Regions from separate parts of the Mus musculus genome. Here region 1 is linked to region 2. A link is a contact called in public HiChIP or PLAC-seq data. All regions are on one chromosome and are shown on one strand. Each heading gives the region's core, a stretch centred on a gene start, on an enhancer-like site or on the middle of the called end of the contact. The rest is flanking DNA. Distances are from core to core; before and after follow the strand shown.

Region 1 (2,905 bases), core at 254-2,753, 320 kb after region 2:
TATATCTATATATATATTATTAGCTAGGTTCTGCATATGAAGATCATGTGAGTTTCTTTTCTTTCTGAGACTGTGTGAACTTTCTGAGTATTATATATTCATTGTCTAAGTCCATCCATTTTTGCAAATATTGTGATATATCTTTCTTCAGAGTTGAAATATGCATATATGTATATAATATATGCTATTTTTATGACCCATTCATCTACTGATGGACAACTAGCTTGGTGCCAGTCCTTTGCTATAACAGATAAAGCAGTAGGTGTTTGTAGTTCTACCTCTCTTATGGATTTTTCAGTTTGGGTGATGGATAGGTGCATATAAATGCATTCAATAGTAAACAATAGTTGCATTGTGTGTAAAGCCCACAGCACCAGGATTCCTATCCTACTTCATTGAGATATATAGACTTTAGGTCTGGTTAATTTTGGTGTATAATGGTTTAATTTACAAGGCTCTTATAATGAAGTTTATATTTAAAAAGAAAGGAATTCACTGGGTAGTGGTGGCACACGCTGCCGTCACTCAGAAGGCAGAGGCAGGCTGATTTCTATGTGGTAGAGGCCAGCCCGAACTACAGTGCAAGTTCTAGGACAGCCAGAGCTACACAAGGAAACCATGTCATAAAAATAAAAAAATAAATGAATAAATAAATAAGAAAGAAAGAAAGAAAGAAAGAAAAGAAATTCATTTTTAAAATTCTATGTACCCAGATCATACAATAATCAAATAACCCAAATAAATAAAAGACTTATTTGTAAACTTGAAACCATAAAATATAACAAAATATATGCCAATTGGAAAAAGAATAAACTGGCCGTAGTGAAATCCAGCTGTAATCCCAGCACTTAGAGGCACTTAGTGGGGACGAGGCAACTCAGGGCCATGTCTCAGAAAGAGAAGGGAAGAAAGAAAATTAGATAACATGTGAAACTTTAAAATGAGAGTGTCCGTGATGGTATGACTTCACAGTGTGACAGTGGATAATTTCAGACAGTGTGACAGTAGGTTTAAAGAGAGCAGGAGAAACAGGACAGAGCAGAGAGCTGCACAGCCACACTCCCCTTCTGGTGTCTGCCTGTCACAGCACTGTCACCCAGCAGCAGCCCTCTGCAGCTTTTTTTTCCTTGTCTTAGAGTAGCAGTTGGTATGAGGCCATGGCAAGGCCTGCGAGATTACTTTTTTTTATTTATTTACTTTTATTATTATACATAAGTACACTGTAGCTGACTTCAGACACACCAGAAGAGGGCTTCAGATCTCATTAAGGGTGGTTGTGAGCCACCATGTGGTTGCTGGGATTTGAACTCGGAACCTTCAGTAGAGCAGTCAGTGCTCTTACCTGCTGAGCCAGCCTTTGAGATTACTCTTTAATGGGATCACTCATAGAAGCCCACAAGCAGGACTGTTGATTCCCAGGGAAGCTGGCAGAACCCCTGCCTACAGGGTGGGCAAGCGCAGCAGGTGCAGCATGAGGGCACAGTTCAAAGCCTTCTCAGGGAAGCTACTTCACAAAGAGCTCATTGTGCTCAGAAGACAAACAGCAGCCTTTGTTTGCCTGGTCTTTTGATACTTAGGCAAATTGGCAACCGAGCTGAAATAAGTTATTTTAGAAAGGTACCCCTGCTTTTGAGAGCAAACCAGGGAAGGACAGATTTCAGTGGGGACCACGTTAAACTTGGCCTGTGGTTTGTGCACAGAAAAAAAAGAGCTCGTGTTTCACCTGCCTTCCTCTTTCAGTTACAGGTCAGTTCACCCGGAAGCCAGGGGTCACCTTAGCGAGGCTCTGACTGAAGACACAGGTGTAGGCACCAGTGTGGCAGGAAGCCCGCTCCCACTCACCACAGGAAATGAGAGCCTGGACATCACCATAGTCAAACATCTACAATACTGCACCCAGCTCATCCAGGTAGGATGTGTAACGTGGGGGAGGAGGGGCGCTGACGTGACAGAAAGGTGTGCATAGCGTGTGTCTTAGCTTTGCCAAGGAAATGAGAGTTCAGAAGTAAGAGCATGCGGCTGTTTTGATTTGAACCAAGTCAAAACCTTGATGGACACATCTAACCCTTTCTTAAGCCTGGGTTTTCAACTTCACGTTAAACCTAGATCTGCAGTCTATAGTGGTTACCGGGCAGAGTATGGCCAGTGCTCACATCCAAAGCACCAGGCAGTAAAGGAGAGGGATTCAACAGAAGAAGACGAAGGTGCCGTCCATAGGCAGAGCTGGAGAACAGTGTTAACTAGATAGATATTATGGAATGTCTAGTTCACAGCCCACCACATGTTGGGCTAACAGCAATGTACTACAGAAGCAGATTATGGCTCCCCAAATGGTAAATGAGAAAGTTTCTTCTGTTTAAAACAGGGTCTTATGCAAGCCAAGCTGTCTCTCGAACCCACTGTATAGCTGAGGCTAGTCTTGAACTCTTGACCCTCCTGCTGCTACCTCCCAAGAGCCAGGGTTGCAGGCCGGCTTGGAGTAGTAATTTTAAAGAGCAACGGGAAGGATCATTCCTCCAGGTTATCTATCCCCTCACCACTCAGTGCTCTCACTGGAACACCATGGGTAAATCTGTTTACCACCTGAGGTGTTACAGCCCCAGAAGCAAAAGCATGGAAGGCCTTTCACGGGCTCTCAGCTGTCCCGAATGGGGCACTTTCCCAGAGGCCTGGACTTAAGGGCTTCCTCCTTGCCTGGCTGCTTGTATTCTCCCTGCTGTGATCTGTTCCCAGATGGCTTGGGTGTACGTGAAGCAGGAAGGAACACACAAGCAATTGTTGTAACCGCAGCTTTACAGAAATCGGCCCCTGAGACAGGCTGCGGTGAGAAGAGGAAGGGTGACCCTGTGCCAGCCAAAACCCAGGAGGCAGGGAGAGAACAGAGGGAGGGCCCGGGGCTGGGCTT
Region 2 (2,700 bases), core at 120-2,619:
AAAAGGATGTAGACTTCTTTAAACTACTTCCTGCTGATCAAGCATCAAGTTCCTTAGGGCAAGTTCAACCTTTGCTGTCAGGATATTTCCAACCAGCAACCAGCAATTCAGCAAAATAGAAATCAAAACAGAAATCAACAGCCTGCAAAAGCAGCAGCAGCCAGGACCAGCAGCAGCTGCAGCAGCCTTCGTGACTCTGGAATTTTTAAGCCCTTACAAGAATCCCCAGAGTTCCAAACTTACACTATCTTCAGCTGGCAAAAGCATGCCCCTGCCAAAGCATGAGGCAAATCATAGTCAGTTGCTTTGGACTCTGAAGTGGCCCCATATCCCACACTTGGGATTAAAACAAAACACATCCACATAACATGACTGAGTTTTTAAGGAAAACAGATGAGAGATGCATGCAGTGCAATGGTCTGCCAACTTCTGTGTTTGACTTTGGGAGGAGTGCCAGTGCTTGGCCATTCTTCTTTTGTGAATGGATGCTCTCTCTTTAGACTAATGCAAGAGCAGGATCATCTACCCTGCACCAGCCCAAATGGGCTAAAGTTCTCATTTTGGAGGTTTCAGAAATATCTCTGGATCTTCCCAGCAGGTTCTGCACATAACACCACCTCTCTTTACTGGCGGAGTAAATAAGCCTTTAGATTATTTTCATCTTATCACACAGTAAGGCGGGGGTGGGCCTGTGGCATGGGAGGGAGCTGGGCACATGGCAGGGGAGGGGGTTCTCCCTGGGAGTCCCCTTAGCAGCACCCCAGGCTTGCAGACTAGACAAACTAGATGTCTCAGAGCACTTTCTTTGTGTTAGTTTGTGGGAGGTGAATGGAGCGGACAGTGTCTCCTTGTCCTTCCTCTCCTCCTCCTCTTCTCCCTCTTCCTTCCTCTCCTCTCCTCTTCACTCCTTCATCTTCTTGGTTTTGCTTTTGTTTTGGGGTTTGGTTTGGTTTGTTTGTTTGTTTGTTTGTTTATTTATTTTAAAGGCAAAGTATTTCTATGTACTTCTGGCTTACCCTAGAACTCACTGTGTATCCTGGGCTGGACTTGAGTTTAATATGTAGACCAGGCTGGCCTCAAACTCAAACTCCTGTCTCAGTTTGCTAAGTGCTGGGACTATAGGCATGAACTAACTATCAGGCCTAGTGTGTAGGATTACTTGGCACTTTGGGAGAAGGGGGTGGTGTCAGTCATCAGCATATAACTTTTCTCATTGTTCTTTCGAAACAATTATTAGGTCCATTGACTGAGAACTGGAGTTTTTCTCCAGGTAAAGAAATGTTCTCCTGTGGTTTCCCTAACCCTGTCTTCATTTGCCTTTCTGTGTTCTCTGAACGCCCCTGTACAAACCATGGATCCAGGTGCTCCTTCCTGCTGCTAAGCTTGGTGTTGGCGTCTCTGCTACTTAAGTCTTTGATGTCCCCTGGATTTGCCTTGACTATCATAACTTTCAAGAATTTGTTTTATTTTCTCTCTTTTTTTTTTTCCTTTACTGCTCCTGCTTCACTTATAAAACCCCCTTTCCTGGGAGATTTCAAGAAAATTTATAATTCTACATTTCATCTGCAGTAGGAAATGCAATGCTTATTCTATTTATTTATTTAATTTATTTTGGGGTCTTATGCAGCCCAGGATCACCTCAAAAAGTCACTATGTAGCTGGTCTTGAGCTCTTCACCCCCCTGCCTTCACCTCTGGAGTGCAGTGGGTTCAGGTATACACCATCGCACCCACTACACTGTTTTTGTTTTCAGTTCTGAGTGACTTTTGTATGTCTTGGGTGCCCTGGCTCTGGTTTCTCTCTGGTTGGTGACTATCACCAGGCTGATTTTGGATCCGCCAGCTCTAAATAACAACCTAAGGACTTCTTAATATTTATGAAAGCTTAGACAGTATAGCTGGGTAGACTCCCAGCTAGTTCATACAAATTAAACCCTACTATTCCTGGCCTAAGCCCTGCCCCACGTCCTGTCACCTCTCCCTCAGTCCCAGCTCCGTTCCTTCCGCCTCCATGTGACACTAGCAAAGCTTCCCCAGCCAGATTCTTCTCCCAGAGACCCTCTCTCAGCCTGGAAGACCCATCTTCCCTTTCCTGCCTAGTTATTGGCCATTGGCTCCTTATTAAACCAATCAGTGAGTGCTTTCCGAAGGTGAGGAAGTGTGCCCCAACACATAGTGTACCCCAACAGGTGATCTCACACTCACACCCACTTCCCCGCACCTCATCCTGGTCCAGACATGAATGCAGCTCTTTCTTCTGTGCTCCCTAAATGGCACTGGTACTATTCAACCTTGGTGGCACACTTTGATGAGGCCTGGGGAGTGGGGAAGGGGAGAAGGCTTGGAATCCTAGTCCCCTAGAGAGCATCAGCTTGTTCTTAAGAGGCCTCCACCCTCATCCCCACATCCTGGCTGTCTGAGCTCCCTTTTCTGAATCCCATTGTCATCCTTGTCCTTTTGATAAATAAGCTAAGTAAAAAAAAAGTCACAAAATTTGTCTTCCCATTTCTGGGAATTCAGAAGGTTTCTGCCTTTAATACACTTTGCCAAGTTTTCCGTTTCCTTTATTAAAATCTGATGGAGCTGTATTTTTACGATGGGGATTCAATGTGTTATTCCCAGCAGCTAATTATCCTTACATGCCTAGTCTTCCTCTTTTTTTTCTTCTACCCAAACATTTATTTCTTCTTTTTAAAATTTT

What was found. HiChIP or PLAC-seq counts read pairs in DNA pulled down with a chosen protein or histone mark.
Region 1: a contact with region 2 is called in an H3K27ac HiChIP or PLAC-seq map of double positive thymocytes, with 6 read pairs. The contact joins two enhancer-like sites.

The regions. Positions count from the first base shown.
Region 1 is chr13:24,708,383-24,711,287 of GRCm38.p6, forward strand. Ripor2 (RHO family interacting cell polarization regulator 2) reads left to right here. Exons shown (of 23, transcript NM_029679.2): 16 at 1,741-1,909. Among named protein-coding and RNA genes, the nearest start is that of Armh2, 31 kb to the right of the region's middle. Within about 2 kb of position 1,504, at least 16 of the 459 cell types and tissues checked have an H3K27ac peak or open chromatin away from gene starts, as enhancers often do. A contact at or near this core is called in double positive thymocytes, where this site is marked.
Region 2 is chr13:24,385,167-24,387,866 of GRCm38.p6, forward strand. All of the region lies in intron 1 of Cmah (cytidine monophospho-N-acetylneuraminic acid hydroxylase), which reads left to right. Among named protein-coding and RNA genes, the nearest start is that of Gm11342, 11 kb to the left of the region's middle. Within about 2 kb of position 1,370, at least 8 of the 459 cell types and tissues checked have an H3K27ac peak or open chromatin away from gene starts, as enhancers often do. A contact at or near this core is called in double positive thymocytes, where this site is marked.